Linked DNA regions of Sus scrofa: region 2 is linked to region 1. A link is a contact called in public Hi-C data. All regions are on one chromosome and are shown on one strand. The core of a region is the stretch at or near the end of the contact, and the rest is flanking DNA. Distances in the headings are between cores, read along the strand shown.

Evidence for each region. A called contact is a pair of places that touch in the nucleus more often than the background predicts.
Region 2: a Hi-C map of liver shows a contact between it and region 1, with 2.2 times the contacts expected there. The contact joins the promoter of ZMYM3 here to the promoter of GJB1 in region 1. A contact is called at or near these places in 4 of 47 Hi-C or Micro-C datasets (liver and skeletal muscle).

What each region holds. Positions count from the first base shown.
Region 1 is chrX:57,240,243-57,246,086 of Sscrofa11.1, reverse strand. It overlaps GJB1 (gap junction beta-1 protein), which reads right to left and starts at 4,097. Exons shown (of 2, transcript XM_003135162.4): 1 at 3,946-4,097.
Region 2 is chrX:57,277,448-57,283,986 of Sscrofa11.1, reverse strand. It overlaps ZMYM3 (zinc finger MYM-type protein 3), which reads left to right and starts at 4,560. Exons shown (of 25, transcript XM_021080504.1): 1 at 4,560-4,588; 2 at 6,411-6,539. The coding sequence starts at 6,430.

The DNA.
Region 1 (5,844 bases), core at 2,848-5,347:
AACTTGCTATGAGAACACACAGGCGGGGACACAGGGGCAGTGGTTGTGGCAGGAGCCCCACATCCCATTCTGGGTGGTTCTCTCTGTTGTAGGGGAAAGGGCAGGATATTTGCAACTAGAAAAATTTGGGGAAGGGAATGAAAGAAACTATGGGACAAAGGGAACATCCATGGGACATAGATCACTTTTTTTTTTTGCTTTCTAGGGCTACACTTGCAGCATATGGAGATTCCCAGGCTAGGGGTCTAATCGGAGCTGTAGCTGCCAGCCTATACCACAGCCACAGCAACACGGGATCCAAGCCGCGTCTGCAACCTACACTACAGCTCATGGCAACACCGGGTCCTTAACCCACTAAGCGAGGCCAGGGATCAAACCTGCGTCCTCATGGATGTCAGATTCGTTAACCGCTGAGCCATGACGGGAACTCCCATAGATCACTTCTTTGAGCAAGATTTCTTCATTTGGCCAAAAAAAAAAAAAAAAAAGTGTCAGTCCATCCATGCTGTGGGCCTAAACCAGTGTGGGAAAAACAGGGACACAGGTGCCCTTCCTCCCAAGCCTGGGATTCTGAAGGCAGAGCTGATAGAGGAGAGCATGGAAAGAAATGCTTCATCCAATGAGATGTGTTAGGTTCAAAAACAGATGATCGAGGGAGTTCCTATGGCAGCACAGTGGTAACAACGAACTCCACTAGTATCGGTGAGGATGAGAGTGCCATCCTGGGCCTTGCTCAGTGGGTTAAGGACCTGGCATTGCTGTGGCTGTGGCTGTGGCTGGCAGCTGCAGCTCCTATTTGACCCCTAGCCTGGGGACTTCCATATGCCTCAAACGCAGATCTAAAAAAAGACAAAACAAAACAAACAAACAAAAAACTAGGAGGTCTAAGACCCTGATTAAGAAGAATCATTTCCTGAGCACCTGTTTTATGCCAGCCCCTCGCACGCACATGATCTCATGTAAATCTCAGAACCACTCCGAGAGGTAGGTGTTATCTGTGATCTTCATGTCCCAGATGAGGAAACTGAGGTAAAGCAAGCTGAAGGGGCTTATCCTAGGGTCACAAGGGTCATGCAGTGAGTACGTGACAGAGCTGGGATTTGAGCCAGGTCACGCTGACTCCGTAGTCCATACTCTTTCCAGTAAGCTTTGCCCCCTCGGCTACGATGATCGTTTTTTCTTTCTATGAGTGTGATGTGTGTGTGTGTGTGTGTGTGTGTGTGTTGTGTGTGTGTGTGTGTGTGTATGTGTGTGTGTGTCTTTTTAGTGGCATATGGAGGTTCCCAGGCTAGGGGTCTAATCGGAGCTGTAGCTGCCGGCCTTTGCCAGAGCCACAGCAACGCGGGATCCGAGCCATGTCTGTGACCTACACCACAGCTCACGGCAACGCCGGATCCTTGACCCACTGTGCGTGGCCAGGGATTGAACCCATGTCCTCACGGACACTAGTCAGGTTCGTTAACCACTGAGCCACGACGGGAACCCCTCTATGAGTGTTTTTAGGACCAGAGAGATTCAAGACTGGTTGGACTTTTATTCTCCTCTTGCCCTTCTCCCCTTTCCTATAACTGACACCTCTTTTCCTTTCCCCCCTTCCCAGGACTTTCAGCTGCCTCCGGATTTGTTCTGTTTTTAAGGTAAGCTTCCTTACCTTTCTCCGGCTGCTTCCTCAAACGCCCAAGCAAATTCAGCTGTTCTCCTCTCTCTGCCCCTCAGGGTGCCCCACAGACAGCCTGGCCACCTCTGAGTTTCTAGGTACTTGTAGCTCTCCGCCCCTCATCCTCTCGAGCCTCTGGGACATAGCCACGCACTCACTTTGAGGCCCTGAGGACCCTTGTGTGGGCACTGGGATCTCAATTTTTCCTCTCCTTTTGGAAGAAGAGCTGATCCCTATGTCAACATCAATACCTCAAGGGTTTTATTTCATAAACATCCAGGAGAGTTAACTGATTTTGAAATCCAAACTGTTTTTGTGACTTTGGGTTAAAGTCCAGGTATTGATATGCTCTGTGTTGCTCTAGGCGTGTTTTGCTCTTGGGTTTAACTAGATACGACTCTGGCCTTGTCCGCGGATTAAGATTTGCCCACCTGCCCAAGCCCCCATTCAAAATCAGGCAATTGTCCTTTGTCCCTTCAACTAATATTATACCCACTTCTCAGACGAGGAAGTTGAGGCTCAGAGAGGTGAAATAACTTGCCTCAGTGGCAGCTGCACTGCTGCTAAATGGTAGAGCAAATTTCAAATTTGTTTGCCTCTGACCCCAAAGCCTTTGTATATTGCACTGCCATTGGCAGCCTCCCTTCCTTTAAGGACATCGTGTTCTAACAAAGACCAGGCCCATAACTCAAGAATCTACACTCCTTCCCACATGTGTCTGCACATGCGAGTGTGTACACGCTCACCTGCTCAAACATTGATCAAGTCTGTCTCTCTCATTCCGCCCCCACCTCTTCCCTGGTCCCTCCTTCCAATTATGGTAAATTCTTGTGTTTTGGAGGGTTTAGGGAAGAGGGGTCTGCCTCAGCTGGATGAGGTCACATTCAGCCTCAGACCCCACACTCCATCCCCTGTTGCACAGGCAGCCTCTGGCCAGGAAAGGACAGGGGGCTTTCTCTGAGATTTTCTTCTGAATTTCCACCTGGCTTTGTCAGTTTGGCGCTGCTAAGACCAAACCCCTCCAGCCCACCTCCTCTTCTGCTTTCCTTCATTGCCTCCACCCTGTGGTTCCCCAGCACCTCAGTCACTGACCAACCGCCCTGTCCCCTCTGCCCTGCCATATGTATTCTGTGGCCGGGCTTGCATCAGGGCCAGACTAGCTCTTTCCAATTTTCTCCTTTCTCGCTCCGCGGTGGTCTTTCCATAGAACTCCTGCTAATATTAGCTCCCGTACTCACTGTTTGGACGATACCCTCATACTCCTTCATCAGCTATCTGACTTCCTCTTGCTCTCTACTTGGGCTTCTTATAGCAGCCACCATTTATGCCAGGAGCAGTGTGTTCATCAGCTCTTATCCTCACAACAATCCTGCGAGCTGTGGGTTATTGTCTTCAATACACAGAGGAGGCAGTGGAGGCTCAAAGAAGCTGAGTAACGTAGTATACAGCTGGTAAGGCAGGGCTGGAGCTCAGATTAGGACTCATGTTGGCCCCTCACCAAAGCCTGGGTCCCTTCTTCATTGTTCTGCTGCATCCTCATTTATACTCCTCTCCATTCAACTCCCTCTTGTCTCTATTCTCCTCTCCTCATCTCATTTTCTAAGTCCATGCATTCTGCCGTGCCATTCCCAACAGCTGGAACAACTTTCAAACAGCTGGGGGGCCACCCTTCCTTTAGATCTCCAAATTGTCAGTTACTCCAAGCTCAGCTTGAGTCACCCGGCCTCCTTCAAGAAAATGGAAACGCAGGCTCCCAAATCTTGGCCGCACTGGCTGGTTCGCTAAGCCTGCTGAGTGCACTGTATTCATCGACCCGCAGCCCCCATGTTGGTTACATGCCTGGTTTACCTTCTAATCAGGGAAGGAAAGCAGCACCTGGCAGTGCCCCAGCGGCCCCCACCAAACCCTAAGCCTGTGTGGCAGGAAGCGTCTTAAAAGAGGCAAACTTGGCCACCCTGCACCTCGGGGGCCCCTCCAGTCTTTCTGGGGATTTGGCCCCAAGCGGATGGGGGGAATTCTTGTCTGGGGGAAAAAAAGGGAGAGCAGAAGCAACACTCAAACTGGGAAGAGGCTAAGAGTTGGGGGCTATAGAGAGAGACCAAGCAAGCCTGGCCCCTGGCAGGAGGGGCCTCAGCCGAGCTCAGAGGGAATCACAGAAGGGATCTAAGTGGCTGAAGGCTGAGCCCAAGAGAAGGCAAGACCCGGGCCTCTCCCCAGCCCCCACTTCTATCCCCCTGGGCCACACCAGCCCCCCGGGGCCCACTTCCCTCAGCCCCCAGCTTCCTCACCTGGCTGCTGCTTGCCCTTTCCCAGGGAATGTCTGCAGGCGTGTCTGCACTATGTCACTAGGTACTGTCAGCCCAGTCCAGGGGAGGGACAAAGAGCCCAGGGCTGGAGCCAGATATGGCCCATAGCCCAAGAGGAACCAGACAAACATTAACCAGCTCTACCTCCTCCCACACACAATCATTAAATAAGATTGATCCCCTGAGCTCCCAATGGCTTTGGAGAGACCGATCACATAGCCTGGAGTGACTGGCCCATCCTAGAGGAAGAGAGGCATCATTGTCAGCCATGTACCCATATTTGACCCATCTGGAAGACTGAACTGGACCTGGGCTCATCAACAGCCCTCAGCCTTACCCCACCCCTTGGCCATAGGTAGAGCAAATGTGTGGGCAAGCTGCAGAGAGGGCTCCTGTGCGGAGTTCCATCCCTTCCATCCCTTCCAGCTCCCAGCCTCTAAACTGACGTGACTCTGGGGGGTGGGGAGGGAGGCCCTGGGCAATGCTTAATGACGCCTTGAGGTCAAGGTGAGGGATGGCAGTTCTTCCCCCATGTGGCAGTACTGGGGTGTCTTTGGCCCTCTGGTATCGTCCACGTCCTGAGTGGCTGGGGGTGAACCAAAATATATCCAATCCCATCCCAGAACCCTAAAACCTCTTCAAAATTGCCTTCTACCCTCAGGGCCAAGGCAGTTGAGCCACAAAGTGTATCGTGTGCAGCAACAGATCTTGGCAATCATTAAGGTAAACAGAGAATGTCAACCATTAACTGAGGAATCAGCCCAGTTTTGAAAGAGGGTTTACCTGAAGACCCTGCTAATTCTGTGGCCTGGGTGGCGGTGAAAAAATAAGCAAAGTCACTGGAAACTGGTTCCCCTGCCTGCTGCTCTTCACCCCAGCCAGAGCTCACTGCCAGAGAGAGAGAAAGAGCCAGAGCCTCGGTTTCCCTTGGCCATACCCTGAGTACATTAATAAGTCTTTCCTCGACACCTGTTGGGTTCCCAGTACTGGTAACATGCCAGGGGCAGGTGGCAGAAGCAGGGACAACATCCCAACTCTTCTTAAGGAATGTATCAACTTCCTGAGGAGACGAGACCGAGACTCAAGAAGTTACCATGAAAAATATCAGTGTATCTTCAGTTACATGGTTCTGACTTGGACTGCTGAGGGGGTTTGAAGAAGGGGAAGAGGAGAGTAAATTTGAGGTAATCAGGGAAGGCTTCCCAGAGGAGGTGAGGCTAAAGGGGAGAAGTAAAGGATGGTGGGCGGGGAGTTGGAAAGGGGAAGGTTAGGGCTAGCATTCCAGGGAGGAGAAATAGTGTGAGTAAAGGCACAGAGATAGGACTGAGCAGGGCATGTCTGGGAGACAGAAAGGAGGAACTGTGTTGGGTGACTGTGGAAGAAACCTTCAGCCAGCCAAGGGGCTCAGAGCAGGGAGGACATTTAAAGTCAGGCAGGGAAAAAAAAAATAAAGTCAGGTAGGGAATTCCTTTTGTGAGTGTATGGTAAACTTGGTACAAGGCAAAATTGAGCTAGACACCTTGGGGGACAGGCTGAACGCTGTTCTTTGGCATTTTGCAATTCCTGCTGAGAGCACAGGTTGGAGTGGATAAAGAGGAGTAGAATTTCTTGAGTACTTAATGGGTGACAGGCAATGTTCAAAGTGCTTTGCAACTATTTCTTTGATCCTCAAAATAGTCCTCTGCAGGAGTTCCCTGGTGGTGCAGCAGGTTAAGGACCTAGCATTGTCACTACTGTGGCTCAGCTCACTGCTGTGTTATGGGTTCAATCCCTGGCCCGGAAACTCCCACATGCTGTGGGGGCAGCCAAAAAAAAAAAAAGAAAAAAGATAGCCCTTGGCAGTATGTGTTTTTTTTTTTTTTTTTAAGGGCCGAACCCACG
Region 2 (6,539 bases), core at 3,311-5,810, 37 kb before region 1:
ATCCTCATGGATACTAGTTGGGTTCTTAACCCACTGAGCTATGAAGTTGACCTTCTATGGATTAAATTAGATATGTTGCCTCCCAAGTTGGGAGAGATGTTTGGACAGGTCATAGTGAGTGCTAAAGAGTAGAATGCAGGGAGTTCCCTAGTGGTCTAGTGGTTAGGACTCTGTGCTTTCACTGCTGCAGCCCGGATCCTTAACTCACTGAGCGAGGCCAGGGATCGAACCCTCAACCTCATGGTTCCTAGTCAGATTCATTTCTGCTGCGCCAAGATGGGAACTCCAGGGTTTCGTGTTTTGTTTTGTTTTGTCTTTTTATGGCTGCACCTGAGGCATCTGGAAGTTCCCAGGCTAAGGGTCGAATTGGAGCTGTAGCTGCTGGCCTGTACCACAGCCACAGCAACTCAGGATCCAAGCTGTGTCTGCAACTTACACCACAGCTCCACAGAAAGGCTGGATCCCTAACCCACTGAGTGAGGCCAGGGATCGAACTCACATCTTCATGGATACTAGTCAGGTTCATTACCACTGAGCCACAACAGGAACTCCTATTTGTAGAGTTTTTAATGTAAATAATTTACTGACTAATTGGTTATAATCAAGGCACACAGGTTTTTTTCCTGTGTGTTCATTTTGTTTGGTGGGGGGGGGGCAATGGCATGCGTTCTCAGTTCCCAGACTAGGGACTGAACCTGGGCCGCAGTGGTGAAGGTGCCAAATATTAACCACCAGACCACCAGGGAATTCCCCTCATCTTTCTTTTTAGAGATAAGGATGAAGATTCCTTAGCTCTGCCTTTGCTCCCCCCTTGTTTCATTCTTCTCTCTTTCCTTATTAAACCTTGTATTACAGAAATATACTATGATTGAGTTCATTGAGGCTTCTTACCCGCCCCCTTATTCATCCAATAAATATTTCAGGGACTATGCTAGATGTTGGAGAGAGAGATGAGTTCCCTATTGTTGAGGAGCTCACAGCCTAGCATTTCCCCAAAGTCTCCCTAAATACATATTTCCTTTTCTTCATTCTAGGGTACTTTAGAATGGTATAAAACATTAACTAAGAATCCATGTTGTCAGAGTCAGTTCTAAAGAGTAAGTCTGGGAGTTCCCGTCGTGGCGCAGTGGTTAACGAATCCGACTAGGAACCATGAGGTTGCGGGTTTGGTCCCTGCCCTTGCTCAGTGGGTTAACGATCTGGCGTTGCCGTGAGCTGTGGTGTAGGTTGAAAACGCGGCTCGGATCCCGAGTTGCTGTGGCTCTGGTATAGGCCGGTGGCTACAGCTCCAATTGGACCCCTAGCCTGGGAACCTCCATATGCCGCGGGAGCGGCCCAAGAAATAGCAAAAAGACAAAAAATAATAATAATAATAAAAAAAAATAAAGAGTAAGTCTCAGAGTTCCCGTCATGGCTCAGTGATTAACGAATCCGACTAGGAACCATGAGGATGCGGGTTTGATCCCTGGCCTTGCTCAGTGGGTTAAGGATCCAGCATTGCCGTGAGCTGTGGTGTAGGTTGAAAACGTGCCTCGGATTTTATGTTGCTGTTGCTGTGGTGTAGGCCGGCAGCTGTAGCTCTGGTTAGACCCCTAGCCTGGGAACCTCCATATGCCACAGGAGCGGCCCAAGAAATGGCAAAAAGACAAAATAAATAAATAAAGAATAAGCCTCAGTCTAACCAAATGGCTACCAAACAGTTTGATCAAGTTATATGTAGTCTTGCCTGTCATAAAAAATGGTAAAAGTTTGACATACAGCAGTAGTTAGTTAAGCAAAGCATGACACATACAAATAATGGAATAATATACAGACATACAATTAGGTTACAGAACATACTGCACAAGATAATTCCGATTTTGTAAAAAAAAAAAAAAAAAAGTAGGCAAAAGGAAAATAAAGGACTAGAAGGTAATACATCCAAAAGAGTTGTTGTTATCTCCAGGTATGATAGGTAGGATAAAGTGATCATTGCTTTCTTCTTCAAACTTTCTGTGCTTTCCCAAAACTTTACAGTGAACACTTACATTTTTGTAATGAGAAAAGTATTAATGTAATTAAAATGAAAGAGCTCTCATGAAGACAGGGGCTGCATTCTTACCTGTCTTATAGTGTTTACAGCACTTTAGGAGTGCTTTATAAATGGTGAAATGACAAGTGACAGAATTCAGTACTATGTCACAACTGTAACAAGGCTGAAAATGAGAGTGTTGAATTGCAGGCCACACTCTTACTCAACACCCTTCCCGTTGCCCCCCATCATTCTCTGTTAGAGCTTTTCATCTGTGGCTGATACATACTCGGACTTATCAATTGTGGGCACTTTTGGCTTACTAAAAGAGAAAATATGTATATATATTTATTTCAAGAACATGAAGGCTCCAGGGTATAAAGTCCCAAACTATTCATATACATCTATTATAATGGTAATATTAATAAGTACCCATTAAACACCTGCTATATATCAGGCAAGTGTACGTCTCACTTAATCTTTTTTTTTTTTTTTTTTCTTCTGGCCACCCAAGGCATATGGAAGTTCCCTGGCCAGAGATCGAGTCCAAGCCAGAGCTGCAACCTATGCCACAGCTACAGCAAGGCCAGATCCTTAACCCACTGTGCCATAGCAGGAACTCTACATCTCAATCTTAATAGCTATGAGGTATTATTTCCGGTATTTCTTTCCAGACTTTTTCTACATATATAGAATTTCTCTACAAAGTATTGTATTTTAACTCCTTTAAAAAATGTAACATTGGGAGTTCCCGTTGTAGCTCAGTGGGTTAAGAACTCAAGTAGTATCCATGAGGATACGGGTTAGATCCCTGGCCTTGCTCAGCAAGTTTAGGATCATATGTTGCCACAAGCTGCAGCATAGGCCGAAGATGTGGCTTGGATCATGAATAGACGTGGCTGCGGTATAGGCTGGCAGCTGCAGCTCAGATTCAACCCCTAGCCTGGGAACTTCCATATGCCGCAGGTGCTGCCCCAAAAAGAAAAAAAACATATTTTTTTAAAAAAGTGTAACATTATATCAAGGGCATTTTCCTGTATCATTTTAATAGATTTATTTTTTAGAGCAGTTTCAGGTTTGTAGCAAAATAGAGGTGAAAGTACGGAAAGTTCCCATATACTCCCTGCCCCACACCTCCTCCCTCCTTTACAGCCTCTCTTGAGGGATCAATATCCCCCACCAGTGTGGTACATTTGTTGCAATTGGTGGACCTACATTGATACATCATTATCATTCAAAGCTCATAGTTTAGGGAAGAGTTCACTTTTGGTATCCTACATTCTATGAGTTCTGACAAATGTATCATAACATGTGTTCATTACTATAGTATCATACAGAATAGTTTCACTGCCCAGAAATTCCTCTGCTCTGCCTCATTAGCTTTTTAAAAAATATTGTTGTTAATGACTACATCCACTGTATGAATATAACCAAAATTGATTTGCCCAACCTCCTACCGTACATTTAGATTGTTTTCTTATCTCTGTTTTAAAGATGAGAAAAATAAGACCTAGTGACTTGACAAGTGATGTATCCAAAATCAAATGGCTAAAAAGCAGGCAGAGTGGAGATTAGAATCCTGGTCTCCAGAGCTCACACACATTGCCTCTGAATACACACCATCAATGCCCCCTTTAGACTGTCTCCCCTCAACTTGAAACCAGGCATTCTCCACCACCAGAGAAGCCAGAGATCCAAGCATGTGTTGAGAAGGGCAGGCAATACAAAAGAACGAGGCGGCCCAACTGTGATGCAACAAAGTGAAAATCCAAAAGGAGGTAAAAGGACACAGAAATAACCAGAAGGTGGGAGATGGGTACACAGAATACTGGTTAAGGTAAAGAAAAGGCTGGGCTTGGAAAACCTGAATGGGAAAACTCTTGCTTTTATCTCTGTATATGGGAGAGAGCAAAGATAACCTCAAGGCCATGGGGGGAACAGGAAGGATAAGGTTTCTGGGAAAGTGAATGAGACAAGGGAGGATAAAACTCCCAAGGACTATAAGGCTAGGAAAGGCTTAGTATGGGAAAGAAGAAAGGCCCAGAGCAAGAGGCACGCCAGAGCAAGCACTGGACAACAAACCTACGTGTATTTCTAAAAATGTGGCGGGACTCTTGTCCAGCCTGAGCCTCTTCTAGTATCTCAGACACCAAATACTCTTCAGCCCTTAAGGGTCAGAGGGGGAAAGTGGAGAGGGGGGATTGGAAAGTGCCCTAACTCTGATGGGGACTGAGAAAGGATCCTGGCACACATTTTTTAAAGCCAGTAGGCCTAATACTAATGCCCCCTCCCCCTACCCCACTTCTCCAGCCTCAACCCCAGCCACACCCACACGCTAAGGACCATCCAGGAGGGGGAGTGTGTGTGTGCGCGCGCGCGTGCGTGCTCGTGCATAAGAGAGCCAGAGAGACAGAGACGAGACAAAAAGAGACCGGGAGAGAGAGAGAGCGCGCCAGAGAAGGAGGCGGGGAGAGGGAGAGAGGGACAAGGACAGAAAAAGAGGGAGGGAGGGAAGGAGAGACAGAGAGAGACAGACAGACAAGAGATAGAAAGGAGGAAGGAGGACTGTCGGCCTTGGTGAGGAAAACTACAGAAGAGATAACGCAGGGGGCTCCTGCGGGAAGACTCAGGGAGAAGATCCCAGAACTTACCCTAAGACCGTGGAAGGAGTAGGGGAGTGTCTTTGCAGGACCTGGTTTTGGGGTCATCAGGCAGTAACGGTTACTGCATAGGCGTTGTCACTGAGCCAGAGCCATTTAACCCGCCCTGGGTAGCTGGAGACCAGGCTTAAGACACCCCACAACTATGAGTCTCAGAATGGTTAGGGGGGCCCGAGGCTGCAGACAAGGGGAGGAGGGGCACGTGAGGGCTGGGTCCTTTGCCTCCCCCCACCCTCCGCTGTCACTCATTACCCCAGCAGTCGCCCAGGGGGCGGGCCCCGGAGAGGTGGGGTTGGGGGGAGGGTAATCTTGGCAGGCGCCTGCTGCATGGCGTAGGTAGGGACTGTTGAGGGGGGCGGACGCCGGGGGGTTGAACACGAGTGGGAAGCGGAGAGAGACACGGGTAGGGGGAGGGGACCGGGAACCATTTGAATGAGAGGAGGGGATCACGGGTAGAGTGGGCTCCAGGAGATAGGGCGGGCACGGGTGTGACGGGGGGCCAGACTCTTGAGCCAGGTAAGGGAAGCAGGTGCGTAGATCTGTTTTTTGTGGGTTATTGTACTCGGCCCTTTGGTGTAAAGGGGGTGCCGCCTTTCCCGGGGGGCGGGCTTCTGAGCTCCAGAGGCTAGCTTTTCCTTCTCAACTAACGGGGCCCCGGGCGGGGGCTCAAGCTCCATCTCCAGTGCCTACGTTCCACTCCGCAATTTCCAGGCGTCCACTGGGCTGGGAGTCTCGCGCCGGGGGCCGGCGCTGTCTCGCGAGCCCCCTCCACGAGCCAGCCAATGGGGTTGGTTGCTGGCGCCGCCCGCCCGCCTGGTGCAGAGCGCTGGGCGCTGTGAGCGGCGCTGCCATTTAAAGGGGCCGCGACCCCTGTCCCGGCTGCTAGGGAGGGAGGTGGAGAAGGAGCGCGGGGCCGTCGCTGTCTGCAGTTCTAGGCTTGTAGCGGTTACACTAACCCTGCCGCAGGTAGGGGTCGGGCCTGATCAAGCCGAACCGAACCTGCAGGCGGGAACTCGCAGTAGCCGGGAGGGGGGGGGGTCCAAGGAGAGATCGTAGCTCCAAAATGTCTTCCTGTAAATGCCTGAGGTGGGGGGTGGGCAACAGGAGGAGGACTGGGAGAGCTCTAGGAAAAGGGGACGGGGCTGAGAAAGTGGGCGACCCTGAAAGGTAACTGGGGGGAGGGGTTAGGAAGGGCAGTTTGTGGGGGCGAGGGAAGGGCTGAGAGGACCATGCAACGCGGGGAGGTGGGGGTGGGGCCAGACAGGGTGGGTAAAGACTGGGGAGCTGGGGGGCTCTAGGAGAGAGGGGAGGGGATAGAAACTGAAATCGCGGGGGCGGGAAAGGCTCCCGGTGGCAACGGCCCTAGGAGACTCTAAGGGGGCGTTCAGCCCGAGTTGGGCGGGGGGAGTGAAAGGTGAAGGGGGAGGGGATCAGGGAGTTGCAGTGGGGTGGCGGGGGTACGCGGCGAGTGGAACGACAGCCTGCCCGGCGAGTGTGGGCACTGGGCCAGGGCGGGGAACGCCTCTCCCCACAGGGGGCGCTGTATTTGGGAGGGGGGGAGTGGTCATTTGGACTAAAGCCTTTGGAAAGGTTTGTCGGTTGTGTTGGGGGCGATTCAGGAGAAATCCAAGTGGATAATGGGGTGTGTCCCAGAGCCTGTATTAGAAGGAATTCTGGCGAAGACCACCTCTTCTGCCCCCTCTTCTACCCCTACCCCCTCTTCTACCCCTAATCTGCAGCCCATATCCAGTCATCCTCATGGACCCCAGTGATTTCCCCAGTCCGTTTGACCCGTTGACCCTGCCAGAGAAGCCCCTGGCTGGAGACCTTCCAGTAGACATGGAATTTGGAGAGGATCTACTGGAATC